2 separate regions of the Arabidopsis thaliana genome follow, and region 1 is linked to region 2. Evidence: chromatin contacts called from public ChIA-PET data. All regions are on one chromosome and are shown on one strand. The core of a region is the stretch at or near the end of the contact, and the rest is flanking DNA. Distances in the headings are between cores, read along the strand shown.

Evidence for each region. ChIA-PET counts read pairs in DNA pulled down with a chosen protein or histone mark.
Region 1: an H3K4me3 ChIA-PET map of shoot shows a contact between it and region 2, with 10 read pairs. The contact joins the promoter of EMB2763 here to the promoter of AT2G17442 in region 2. A contact is called at or near these places in 4 of 26 Hi-C or Micro-C datasets (leaf, root, rosette leaf and 1 more), 1 of 2 datasets of contacts at active chromatin or transcription factors (shoot) and 1 of 3 other capture datasets (seedling).

Annotation. Positions count from the first base shown.
Region 1 is chr2:7,614,795-7,621,680 of TAIR10.1, forward strand. EMB2763 (ribonuclease II family protein) reads right to left here and starts at 1,548. Exons shown (of 25, transcript NM_001202612.1): 1 at 1,439-1,548; 2 at 1,034-1,212; 3 at 811-942; 4 at 567-724; 5 at 308-363; 6 at 61-183. The coding sequence starts at 1,448. IRE1A (Endoribonuclease/protein kinase IRE1-like protein) reads left to right here and starts at 2,357. Exons shown (of 8, transcript NM_127306.4): 1 at 2,357-2,568; 2 at 2,654-2,864; 3 at 3,076-3,319; 4 at 3,400-4,655; 5 at 4,855-5,027; 6 at 5,274-5,520; 7 at 5,599-5,902; 8 at 5,989-6,335. The coding sequence starts at 2,710. The coding sequence ends at 6,135.
Region 2 is chr2:7,573,144-7,580,533 of TAIR10.1, forward strand. It overlaps AT2G17442, which reads right to left and starts at 2,808. Exons shown (of 9, transcript NM_001124863.2): 1 at 2,647-2,808; 2 at 2,007-2,061; 3 at 1,821-1,884; 4 at 1,683-1,732; 5 at 1,579-1,608; 6 at 1,422-1,484; 7 at 1,267-1,329; 8 at 1,095-1,160; 9 at 673-991. The coding sequence starts at 2,009. The coding sequence ends at 917. It overlaps RHA3A (RING-H2 finger A3A), which reads right to left and starts at 4,703. Exons shown (of 1, transcript NM_127300.4): 1 at 3,245-4,703. The coding sequence starts at 4,054. The coding sequence ends at 3,497. It overlaps PIRL5 (plant intracellular ras group-related LRR 5), which reads left to right. Exons shown (of 4, transcript NM_127299.4): 2 at 1-27; 3 at 144-328; 4 at 403-735. The coding sequence ends at 263.

The DNA.
Region 1 (6,886 bases), core at 298-2,797, 40 kb after region 2:
AACAGTCATGCAAAACCAAGCTTCGACAACTTCTATGAAAAATATAGATGATTCACATACTTGTCTCCGCAGATATTCCCTCTTCAGTGGCCTTCCGTTTATTTTCCCTATCATTAGTTACAAGCAACACCTGAGATGTATCCCCTAGATGCTTCTGGTACCATAGAGTAGCGACGCGAATAGCTGAATTCCAGATAAATTTAAAATTTTAATAACAGATGCTTACCAAGAGAAGTATGTAAGTTCATCATCAAGAAAGTAACATGATGTTAACAAACAAAGAAGGTGATTGAATAGTAAATAAAACCTCTATCGTTGTGGTCATTTGCACTCTCTTTCTCCATGGCTTGCACATAAGTATCCCTGTGAAGAGTTTAGTAAACGCGAGAAAACAACGATAAGGACACGGAGAAAAGCGTTTCTATAGCTTAGTAGGTTCCAGTAAGGAGAGCATCTAATCAATATAACCGAACAGAAATTCCAAAATCATTGAATTCTTTATGTTCTTTTGTCCACCTAAAATCTGGTTAATCTAAAAGCTAAAAGTTCGAACAAGGTCTTCTTACTTGTGGACATGATTGGAGAAAACATAGAATTGTCTCGCTGGATTGCTGCAGAGAAGTCTGATTCTATTGTAAACCGATCTATTCCTGTTCTTAACTTCGTCCAACACCACAGACAGAACAACAACAGTGTCTATAGCCTTATTTTCCAACAAATCAATCTACCAGAAACAAACAAAATATTACATTAGTAATACCCACAAGCTCAAAACTTTTAGCTTATGTAATCAAATTAAAGAAAAATTACTTGGTGAAGAACGACGTTGGTATCAACAACGATTATCTTAGAGGAAGACAAACGAGCAGCTGAAGAATCACAAGACTTGCAAGAGAAAGCTCCACAGTATATGTCATCTCGTAGATAAACCTCTCTTACTTGCTGTCGCAGACAAAGAGTTAAAAGTTACAATAACGAACAAAAAAACTCGGAAGGAAGAAGAAGAAGAAGCATAGAGAGATTGAAGAGAAACCTTTTGGATTCTTCCTCCTCTGGTTTTCTTATTGAAAACTTTGCTCTGCAACATCTTCAATTTCTTGCTGGAAAACTTTTCGATTTCGCCGGTGAAGAAGATTTCAGTCGTCAGAACGGAAGAGAGGAAGAAGCTTTTTAAAGCCTTTAAATTTAAACCTAAGCCAGCCAACTTGACTACTAAAATTTTCAATTCTATAGCTCCTTATTCGTTCATGGTTAACGAAACGATGACGGTTAAAACCGGTTTAGTTACTTTTTCTCTAACCGGCTCAATCTGATTAAACCGAAGTAAACACAGCAATACAGCTAGTAAACTCGGTATTACTCTTGATGGAAAAAGGTCAAAAACACTCTTTTTATTTTAACCAAAACTAACCAATTTTTGCAAGATAATATTGCATACCTAAGATCATTTACCTTGATCTCATAGAAATTTTTTTAATGATGCATCTCCAATTATACCGATACAATTTCTAGTAAATAAATCAGTGTTCAATAAAGTGGGATAGGCGTCGTCTAGGACGCCTAGGCACTAAACGCTTTTATACCGTTTTGACTTTTTCAAAATCGGTTCTATTAATCAGTGAGATAGATTTGGCAGACTATGTAAACATTAAGCGGATTAGACTCTCATTAGGTGGGTTAGGCTAGGCGGATCTAATCGTCTCTTAATATTTTTTAAAAATTTCAAAAATATATTTTAAATAATTTTAAGGACACCTATACTTTTTATTATTTTATTTTATTTTACTAAAATGTTAAATTTTAAATTTATTTTTAAAAATTTGATAATTTCCGTTTTTTATAATAGTTTTTGCAACAGTTCAGATAATAGTATATAAATATATATCGTTTTATTCTAAAACCGATTAAACCGGCTAAAATTGTCTAGGCCTCGACTAAGCGTTCTATGCGCTAAGCGGAGGGTCACCGCCAGCTAAGCGCCTAACATTTTCTTAAACACTGAAATAAACACAAAATTATATGATAAGAAGTACGATTAAACCAAAAATAATCGTCACAATTTTTGCCACTATGTCTAATGTATATGTGATTGTTTTACCTTTAACAAAAGAAAATGTGATTTATTTACCTTTAACAATATGAAAATTTGTTTTTTTTAACACAATTAGTAATTTTAGTGATATTTTCACTCGAATTTGTTGATAGCAAAAGGTGTTTAGAAGACCAAAAAGCTTAACGCATATTGGCTCGGCTCGGCCGAATAAGTTAGCTGGACAGTACGGTGGGGCACACGAAGATCCTTAAACCGCAGCCTCAGACAAACCTTACTCGAAGCAAAACAGTGTTTGGTTCGTTCGTGGGGGTTTAAAAAAAAAAAAAAAACTTTTGTATTTTTTTCCATTAAAATATTTTTTTGTTAAGAAGATTCAAAAGGAGAACGCGTTAGACACACTAAGGGTGGGGGCAAGGGAGGAGAAACTCGCCGGACAGAGACGGAGATCCCTAAACCGCAGCCTCAGACTAAAGCTTCGCATCTTATCTCCGATCCATCGTTGACTTCACTCTTAGGTAAATTCGAAAACCCTTTCTCTTATCTTTTATCTCCCAATTCTTAAATTCGATGATTGACTCGTCCTCCTCTGTTTTTTCACAGCTGATCATCATCATCATCTCTATCTCTGTTCGGATTCTCCATAATTGATCCGGACCATGCCGCCGAGATGTCCTTTCCTCCGCCATCTTTTCTTCTTACTACTATTACTCTCACCATGGATCATGTCTCCTTGCGGCGGCGCTGCCGACGATGTGACGTATCCGATCGTTCCATCTAGTCCCGGCCGCAGATCAATTTTGCAGATTCGTCGGTGAGTTTCTTCCATCCTCTGCATGTTTAAAAATACTTAGTTAGTATTTGATTCTGGTGACACTGTTTTAGGTATCATTAGCATTGTAAACGTGATGGACTAGTGATTAGGTTTTGGTGGTGGCAAGAATTGGTTTGATTACATTTTGATAGATGTTTTTGATTCTTCTCTATGTGGTTACTGGTTGTGATGTTATCTGTCTTCTACTCAGTGAACCACCAACAGAGCCAAATACGAAACTTGTTGTTGATCGTGATGGGAAGGTGTTTTTAAAGCAGCAACCGAAAGAAACACCATACTGGTCCTTTTCAACAGGATCACCAATGCACTCGTTATATCAGGCTCCTGCTAATAACAACACAGAAAATGCTACTGAGATAACTCGTCCTCACATAATTGTTGAATATCTGAACAACTCAAAGGCGGCTACTACTGTCGATGGCTATCATAATTGGGTATGAAGCATCTCTCTCTTTACTTCATTATTACTGGACTTTGTTTATCTTAACTTTGTTTCGGCACATATTCACTGCAGACAGTTCAGGAGTTTTTTAGGCAGAAGCCACTTGTAACAGATGATGGTGTGACTCTTGGATCAGAAACAACTAGTGCCTATTTGGTTGATGGTAGATCAGGGAGGCTGATTCATGTTTACAAATCAACTGGAGATACTAAGATTACTAATGCTCTCGTGAAGCCCGCTAGCACTGAAGATTTTGTGAATGAACCTCTTCTTATCAGGCGAACAGATTCCAAACTTGAGCATTTTAGTAAAACCACTGGGAAGCTTGTCTGGAATTTGACGGTTTCTCACTTCAGAGCTGCTTTACTATGTGATCCTGTTTTCAATTCTGGCTATGACCTCGGTCCTAAACTTCAAACTGGAATTTATATGCCATTGTTATGTGGATCACAAATTGACGTTCGTGGCCCAGAAATTGTTATCAGGGTGCTCCATGATCAGCCAATGAATGTGAAAATGCTACCCTCCCCTTCCCTAAATCACTTCGAGAGCGAAAACAGCATCATGCCTTTTGGAAAAGCCAGAGAGTCAAGAAAGTTACAAGAGCAACATAAGCAGAAATATACATATTTGTTTGGACAATGGTCACCAGTAAAGTTATTGGCCCCTTTAGTGCTTCTAGGTGTTGTTGTCTCTGTTTTCATTAAAAAGTTTTCGTCGAGGGGCAGTGATGTTAGTTTGAAAGCTGGACCTTCCAAAAAGAAGAAGAACCGTAAATCCGCGAAGGATACAAATAGGCAGTCAGTTCCTCGTGGCCAGGATCAGTTCGAGCTCATTGAAGGAGGTCAAATGTTACTAGGCTTCAATAACTTTCAAAGTGGTGCAACTGATGGGAGAAAGATCGGTAAGTTGTTTCTGTCAAGTAAAGAAATTGCAAAGGGAAGTAACGGAACTGTGGTGTTTGAGGGTATTTACGAAGGCCGGCCTGTAGCTGTAAAACGCCTTGTTCGATCTCATCATGAGGTTGCTTTCAAAGAGATTCAAAACCTCATTGCATCAGACCAACACACAAACATCATTCGGTGGTATGGTGTGGAGTATGATCAAGATTTTGTATACCTTTCTCTAGAGCGTTGCACCTGCAGTTTAGATGATCTAATCAAATCCTATTTAGAGTTTTCTATGACAAAAGTATTGGAAAACAACGATTCTACTGAAGGAGTGGCTGCTTATAAGATCCAACTTGATTCTTTGGAGGGAGTTATCAAAGGAAACAACTTTTGGAAAGTGGGGGGTCACCCGTCACCTCTCATGCTTAAACTAATGAGGTTAATTTGGACTTCGTACTTTTTTATATATGTCATAATATTCTTTGATTAAGTGATGTTCTATTTGAACATCAAAGGTAGCTATGGTTCTGATAAGTCTAGGCTATGTGATACAATAAACAGTAGAATTAGTTCAAACCTTGTTTACTGATTTACTGTTTAAACTTATATTTTTCAGATTGTTTGTATTGTGATGCAGGGATATAGTTTGTGGAATCGTCCACTTACACGAATTGGGAATAGTTCATCGGGACTTGAAGCCACAAAATGTGTTAATTAGTAAAGATATGACTTTGAGTGCAAAACTGTCCGATATGGGCATTAGCAAGCGTATGTCCAGAGATATGTCATCATTGGGTCACCTTGCCACAGGTAAGTTGTTTTTTATTATCTTTTTTTATGCCCAAAATATTGGATTTGTAACACTTTCAAAAATAGGACTGATTGATCTCGCAAAACAAAACTAACACTAGAGAAAAACTACATAATGTCATAAGTTGGTCAATAGAATGCATGTTAGTGTCTGAACGCAATGTATGATCGTTTGTTGAATATGTGTTATGTTTATGAAATGAGTTTCAACCCACATTTTTAAAGTATCTGCTTTAAAAACTACAGGTTCTGGCAGTTCGGGCTGGCAAGCACCAGAGCAGCTTCTACAAGGTCGTCAAACTCGTGCAGTCGATATGTTTAGTTTAGGTTGTGTCATCTTTTACACTATAACCGGTTGTAAGCATCCCTTTGGTGATGATCTTGAACGAGATGTCAATATTGTGAAGAACAAAGTCGACCTATTTCTAGTAGAACACGTTCCAGAAGCTTCAGACCTCATATCCCGTTTGTTAAACCCAGACCCTGATTTACGGTAATGTTACTTTCCTCTCTGATGATTAAAATCCACTCGAAAAAGCCTAATCTCTTATACACTGTTTGCTCTTTGCAGTCCTAGCGCAACTGAAGTGCTACTCCATCCTATGTTTTGGAACTCAGAGATGAGACTGTCTTTCCTTCGTGATGCTAGTGACCGAGTTGAGCTTGAAAATAGAGAAGCTGATTCTGAAATCTTGAAAGCAATGGAGAGTACAGCTCCAGTGGCTATAGGAGGGAAATGGGATGAAAAGCTAGAACCTGTTTTCATCACAAACATCGGGCGCTACAGGCGTTACAAATACGATAGCATCCGTGACTTGTTACGAGTCATCAGGAACAAACTGAATCATCATCGAGAACTTCCTCCGGAAATTCAGGTTCATCTTATAATTGAATCCCTCAAACACCGTTACATTACACTCACGGGCTTAAACTGATTATTTTGAAACTTTTGATGTCTTAGGAACTTGTCGGAACAGTTCCAGAAGGATTCGACGAGTACTTTGCTGTACGGTTTCCGAAATTGTTGATTGAAGTCTATAGAGTCATCTCTCTGCATTGTAGGGAAGAAGAAGTATTCAGAAAGTACTTCAAATGCGACATCATCTAAAAGACTGTTTCGCTTCCAGCACTTTATATGTTAGTTATTGTATGTTTGTCATTGTTATATAACATAACTTAACTGATATCTAAATGTTTAACGTATAACTTAAACTGCAACATATGTAGTATTTATATATGTATATATCTCTTCAAGTAACTATGTTTCAAGTGACGTATTCTGCAACCGAATAAGATTTGTAATTTAGAAATGTGTCTCTTTTACTCAGAATCTAGTTAGAGTATTTACAAAAAGGTTAAAGATTAGATATTAAGAATTGAGTTTAGTAAAAAAAAAAACAATGCATTGAATATACTAACGGAAATTATAGTTGGAGTCTTCTTATTACGATTTCAGTTATATTGGCCACGGTGACGAACAATCTAACGCCATAAGAAAATGTATTGAACAAGAATGATCAAACATATTTTGAGTTTTTGTTTAACGAAAACTATGCATTAAGACTTTTATATTTTTCATTAAACTAAACATATTTCGTTGTTAAATCGAACGTAAAAAAGTTTACGGGAAAACATCCATCGTTTCTGGTGCATGCAAATTTCTTTGCTCTCTAGAGGTTAATTCTCATTTTGGAAATCCATTTTGATCCCGTAGACATCTAATTTCTCCATCAAGTCATGTTTGGCGTAAACGTGTATGATTTTGTCTTGTTTTCTTCAAAGCTTATCACTTTGGTTGCTTCATATCTAACATTTCTCGTATATGCTATAGACTCGCATCCATTTTTGTATAACCTTTT
Region 2 (7,390 bases), core at 1,558-4,057:
AGGGATATAACCGAAAAAGGCGCACAGGTTCTTTCTTAACTTCAGTTATTTTTGTCCTCCTTCGACATATGTGTAGATTATGGAGTTTGTCGTTTGTGTCACTCATGCATGATTAATTCATGCTCTTTACTATATCATCTCAGGCCGTGGTTCAATACATGAATGATCTTGTGGAGGCAAGAAACACCAAATCTCAAAGAACTAAGCCGAAAAAGAGTTGGGTTAACAGTATTTGCTTCTTCTGCAAGTCCTCTACCAACTAGAGAAAACAGAGCAGCATGGAGATCCTCTAAACCACTCTGAACAAATCCGACCTTTTAATCGTCAGGTAGATTTCTTTCTTAGAGCTCCAAAGAACATGGAATCTAAACCAAAAAACCTAAATTTCATTTCCTGTTTCAGGCAGGACAGAAGAATCCCGTCGTCTCCAGACAGTTCACCATTCATTCTTTTATTCACAATCACATGATTCTTCACACAATTTCACTTTACTCTTCGTCGTGGTGTTTGTTTATACCTCAATTATGACTGGATCCTAAGGAAAATATAATTGCATTTGTTAATCTCAAAGTGATTATATTCTTGTTTCTCTAACTAAATTTTTGTTTCTTTTGATGTTGCATGTATTGATTCAATTAGAGATCACGTCCACGAGGAAAAAGATATAGTCTTCACATGCTAAACATAGTTAAGGTTAAATATGATTTTACTTACAACTAAACAAACTAGATTCACTCATAAGTTGATATATATTCAAGGATTAACATTTTAAATATATATATCAAATTACTAACAAAGTTAAGGCTAAACCAAGGTCAGATCATCACAACCTTCAGCTACTTAGTTTTTAAAGGGTACATATTCTGTCTTCATTCTCTGCACCAAATCACATAGTTTCTTCCTATGAAACTCCACTTTAGTTTCTTCCTGCATATCGTCCATCGGCGTTTTTAATTTCTTTCAACAAATCCATTCGAGGAGCACTATACAACTGAAACACGACAAAGACATTAGAGGTCATCAAGCACAACTATGTACGTCCTTTTGAAATAACCAAACAATAGAGATTCATTAACACCATTTCTTGCTTTTACCTGCCCTAGATAGTCCAACTTCTTTTCCTTTCCTTTCAACACATCCATTCGAGGCGCCCTAAACAACTGAAACATGACAAAGACATTAGAGGTAATCAAGCATAACTATCTATGTCCTTTCAAAATCAACAAACTAGTATAGAGATTCATTAACACCAATTCTTGCTTTTACCTTCCCTAGATCGTCCAACATCTTTTCCTTTTTTTCCAACTTAAACATTAGAGCCTCACAACTCTGAAATATGACAAGACATTACATGTCAACCATGACTAATTTCTTTTCAAAATCAAACTGTTAAGATCCATTATGGCTTTTTTTTCTTTTACCTGAACCATTTGTTTCGCCATCTTTTTCATTTTTTCCACCTCAGCCAGCTTAGCCTCATACGTCTGAAACATGAGAAGACATTACATGTTAACCATAACTATAGTTGTCTTTTCAAAATCAAACAACTTGAGGTGCATAACACCATTTCTTGCTTACCTTTATTATGGACTCTGCTTCAGCCAACGCCTGAAACGTGAGAAGACGGTAACTGTATCCTTTCACACACACACAAATGAATAAAAAAACAATTTCTTGCTTACCTGATGAGCTTTTTTTATTTTTTTATTTAAATTAGGGGTTAAAGCATCATCTGAAGGAAAGACAATAAACACATTGATGAAGCTTGTTTCCCCAAAAAGTAAATCATAAACTAATCAAGAACCTTTAAAGCCACATACTTGTGAAGTATCCAAGAGCAAATATTGGTGAATTCGCAAAAGCTCTCCCAAATAATCCCTTCTTCTGGTGATAAAAGACAAATGATGCAATTATTCCCCATTCAAATCTCTCTGTTCATAGTTTATCAAGATCAAGCAAAAGAGCCGAATACAAAAACAAAGAAACAAGCAGGAGAGTGTACTTACCATGATCTTCTTCTTGACCACCTCCTGAAATAGAAATTTTAGGGATTCTCTTAGCCTACAATGTATATATGGAAATAAAGTATCAAAGAACAAATTCACTATAAATGTAATTACAGGGAACTAAAAGTTGCCAGAGCAGATTTCAATCAAACCAAAAACAAAATCATTATAAGGAAGTAAAAAACACCATGAGCATCACTTTTGCATTGATTATTGGTCTCTTAGGAAAAAAAGTCAGAAGCTTTCAAGCATTAGCGATCTTACGAGTCAAAAAGGCTCTGCAAAAACCGTAACAAAACCCCTAACACCAAAACTCCAAAATCAAAATTCACCATAAATGTCATTACATGGAACTAGAAGTTACCAAAACAGATTTCAATCAAACCAAAAACAAAGTCTTTCTCGATATAAGGAAGTGAAAAAGGAAAAACCACCAAGATCATCACTTTTTCACTATTTCTTGTTCTCTTAGGAAAAATTTGGGAACTTTCAAGCATTAGCGAACTTATGGGTCAAAAAGGCTCTAAAAAACACTAGCATAAACCCTAATAACAAAAACCCTGACAACAAAATCAGACAGAAAGAAGAGAAACAAACAGAGAAACGGCATTGAATGTAAGAAAGGAAAAATGGGTAAGACCTAGAAGACCAATGCGAGATCGACGAGGAGATGCTGCTATAGTCTTAGATTTTTTGAGAAGACAGTAGTAACGCAGGCAAAAGTTCGGAAAGTTCTTCTTCAGTACCTTTTTAGTAAATGGAAAACAAGAGAGACGAAGAAGCAAACCGGGTTTAGTGGAATTTTTTTACTTAAAAACAATTTATTTCGGTTTGGTTCTCTCTTGTTGGACCGTGTTTGTTGGAAAGGCCCAGGAAGTCGAAAAGCCCAAAATAAAATTAAATAAAATGGCTTTATGATCATATGCGAGTATGTGACTGTATTGAGAAAACATTACAAGATCTCAACCAACCATAAGTTCAGACTTCAGACTAATCTCATTATCATAAGTGTAAGTAATCTTGAAAATGTGAACATTGTTACCTTTTAGATCCATCGAGTAGGCATCCAGAAAATTGTTGCCTTTAGATCAATCGACTATGGATCTTACTTCATTTGTTGCCTTTTAGATATTTTAGGTAGCTAAAATTTGGGTTAAGATAGTTGGCTACTAATAGTACTGTAAGTACATATATAAAGGTATGTTTGTACGATAACTTATATAATAAGTCTATGATCCAGAAACTTGACTGCAAAAGAGTTATAAGCACTAATCAATAATCTACTCTTCTTGTAAATTAGATTTGTTGGAAAACAAACAAACATGATCTCGAAATTTGAACTCCATCTGAGATTTGATTAAATACACTGGATTACAACAAGGAGAAAAGAGAGAAAAACTTTAAAAGATCTCTCTAATCCTAATTAAACTCACTTTACATAACTTTTATGCAATTAATTATTGCCATAATAAAACAAAAATTAGTGTTAATTAAGGAAGAAACGTAGGAATGGTAGTAGAAGAGTGTTGGTGATGTTGATGACGATGAGCTTGATCTTTCATCTCCGCCGTAGAAGCATGACCACACCGGTCACATCTCACCGGCGTAAGAATCCTGCGACAAGAAGGACAAGAAGACCTAGAAACTAGCCATTTGTCAATACACTCCACGTGGAAAGAATGACCACAAAGAGGAAGCACTCTTATTTCTTCACCGTCGGCGAAGTCAGTGAGGCAAATAGCACATTCCGTCGAGTCTCCCTCTTCAGCGGCGGCGCCGGAGGTTGATTCCGCGGCGGTGAAAGTGGATCTTGGAAGAGACTGAAGAGCTTTCTTTTTCAAGCCTTTGTTCGGTGACGGCGAATCTCCTCCGGCTGTAAACCGCCGGAGCCAAGCGCATCGTACGACGGCGGCGAGACCAGCAACGCAGATAAGAGCGCAAAGAAGAGCCGACAAGATCACCACCATGTCGGATTCCGCTGCGATCATCTCCTCCGACGGTTGTGGTGGTGGCGCCGCCGTCTCAAGTAATCTTGACGGTCGAGTCATTGCTTTTTGAGCTTTGGAGACTTTTCTTTCTTTGTGTGAGTTTGAAGACAAGAAAATGTGTGGAGTGATGAAGATAAGAAAGAATCTTGATCCACGTTATAATAGAGACACATAAAGGATACATACATTATGATATACATCTTTACTTATATAATAATATTGCAAACAAATAAGATATTTGTAATATTTAATATCAAATCTGTATGATAATAATAATACACGCAGAAAAGTTTGGATGAAGGGAAACAAAATTAGTAAGTATTATTATTTGGTTGTTTATTCGAAGTTATTGGCTGAATTAGTGTTTACATGCAATTTGCATCTCCTATTTAGAGTATTGTTGTTTCGTGTGGACACATATTCTGTTTAAAAACAAACATTTTGCTCTTAATGGAGATGCATCTATCTATCTCCAACTTCTTAGATCACAAACCATTTTTTTCTTAGGATTATAAATAAATAAAAAAGTTTATTTTCTTTTCTTGGGTGTGTGTATGTTCAATTTTTGTTATGAAATTCTCTTATGACTAGTCAACTGATGTTGAGATCATGATGACTTATTTTGATTTTATTCTATATATTAAAAATATTTGTTGTATGTTATTTAAAATTCAGATAGTGAGAGAGATGATTATATTTTTTGAAATTGGAAGGAAACTTGGAGTAAATAATATAAGAAGAAAAGATGGGTCGGTGGAGGTTGGCTTTATAGGTTCTGTTTTGACGAACACATTATCAAAAGGTATAAGTAAGCTCTTTTCTCACCTAAACGGCTAAACCTACCTTCGATTAGACCATTTTATTTTTAATTCTCTTACATTTATTTAAAAATATTTTGGATAATATGATTTTCTATCATAATAAATAAAAATAGATGGAAAAAGACAAATGAGAGATCAAATTGTGGAAATAGTATGTTATTTTTTAATAACACCGGCCAATATTAGCTTATTGCACTTTTATTTCTTAAAATATTTTTAAACATTCTAGTTTCTTAATATCAGTTTTTTTTTTTGACCAGCCATTTAACCGACCATTATTAGTATATACGATTTATTTTTAAGCTAGAACCTCGAAATTCACATTTTGCTTCTAATGTATTTGGTTTTTGTTTAAATCGTCTTTTAATATATTTTGGATCTTGTAAGTTTTGTTTTTGTAAGCCTAGGTGAGATCTGGATTCTAAATCTATTACCGAAAACAGAATCTTTGAAAGTGGATCAACGTGTCCATAAATTTGGTAGCGATGCATATATTATAAATCTAAATACTGTAGGATACAATTTGACACGTAATGTATTGGTGAATTTTAATAGGAATTATTAAACCGCAGGTACACGTCTATTCTATATACTTTTGATATTCGTCACTTTAAATATGAAGTTCACACCTCAACCACTTGACTCTTTTATGACTAAATCAAGCTCTAAACCGTGTCTAAACCGTGTCTAAACCATATATAAAGTCAATCTCAAATTCTCAATAATCATTCTCTTTACTTATAAGTTTATACCAAACCATATTGGTTCAAACATATATTAATTGTCACTTGGAACCAATACCCTCAACATAAACTTTTAATTACTAGACCATGCATGATGATTTTTTTAATAAGAATATCTATCAAAATATATTGGTTTGATATATGTACCTTTAAAACTAAATGATACATTAGACACTATAAGATATAATATATTAGCATCTTTTTGAAAATGTCGTCACTTGTTTATAAACTGATAATGTTTTCCTCTTCTGTTAGCATTTTGGGTAGCTCATAACATTCTATAGGAAAAGAAAGAAATACAACTTTAACCAACTCTAGTTTGTGACTTTAGCAGTATAAGGACACCCGAAATGGAATCTCCTTAGCTAAAATGCTTTTTTAAACGTCTCTTTATCTGAATGCAAGACATGTGAATCTTACTAAAATACAAAGCAAAAGACAAAACTAAAATAAACGAAAATCAATAATGGATGAAAGAAAAAAAAGCCGTTTTAGCCAAAGTTTTTTGGTTTCAGCTTTAATTGGTCTTGGACAGAAGAGTTTATGTAACGTTAATAGCTTTTAAATTGTTATTTGAAATGTTTTCATATGTTATGCTTTCGGAGAAATTCTATCAAATTGAGTTTCTATTAAATCTCCTTAATTATGAAAACTGGGTGCACATGTGCTTGTCTGTCTCTTCGACTTTATTTTTTTTGTTAATTAACCAATCTTTATTGTTGTTGTGTTTAAAGTGAAAATGCCTTTTAGTTTTAAGTTATCTGTGAAGTACCAATCACAGGGATTTTGTAAGGAAGCCTTTTATCATCTTTTAGATATCAAAATGATATTTGTATATCCCATGTGCTCCCCTCTCTGTGCATAGCCTATCCATCAACTATCTCAATTATTTAGCACCATTATAATTTCATATATAATGCCCAGTCCCAAAATATAGACAATAAAGCAAAGCGAAAATTATGTTTTTTTTTTTCCTATCATAATACTGAATTTTTATGTTTCTCTATCTTCAACAAAAACTTTAAAAAAAAAAAAAAAACTTTACTAGATAGAATAAGACGCTAATTAATTGATCATTTGTAAACAATGAAATTAGTATTGATGCTTTCTCTGTTTATTTTCATTTTTGTCTGTTTATGTAGTTTAATGCAAATTTTTGATTTTCTTCTGAAAATTAGTGTACATATATATATTTTAGCGTCACTGTAATCTTATTTCAATTATAAATATCTGGTAGGGGATGTTATTATTTTATGTATCTATAGATAGAGTTATAAAGATAGAAATGTTATGAAGATTCTATTGTTATTCAATTAAGTTTTTTAAAAAATTCTACCAAAGTTTAATGTTATTAGTTTCTGTATTTATAAAAAAATTGTACTCTTAACTTTTTCATAAAATCTAAATTTATTGGATTCATAATTTTGTACGGTCAATAATATTTGTGTGTTTTCAAATAAAATGCAAATAATTCATTCTGTCATTATGAATTAAAATATTCAGTTATTTTTTTATTAATTCTACAATCCCGATTCTATAAAATATTCTCTGAGTTCTTTTAAAAAAAAAAAAAAACAGAAAAAAATCGAGTTGAGCTTCGCAATGAGACTCCGCTACCCTATGGTTTTTTTGTCAAAGCGGAACCGCATGATGGAGGCCCACGTTTTCTCCTTAAGAGATGTTTGATATGAACACAAATTCAGTCACAAGTGCTAAATGCAAAATCGTACACGAACAAGAGAAATCTGTAGACAATGAAACATGGTTTGGGAAAAAGGTCAAGAAATACAGTAGTGGGCAACTCTTTTCCCGAGCAAAAAAAGTTTTAAAGC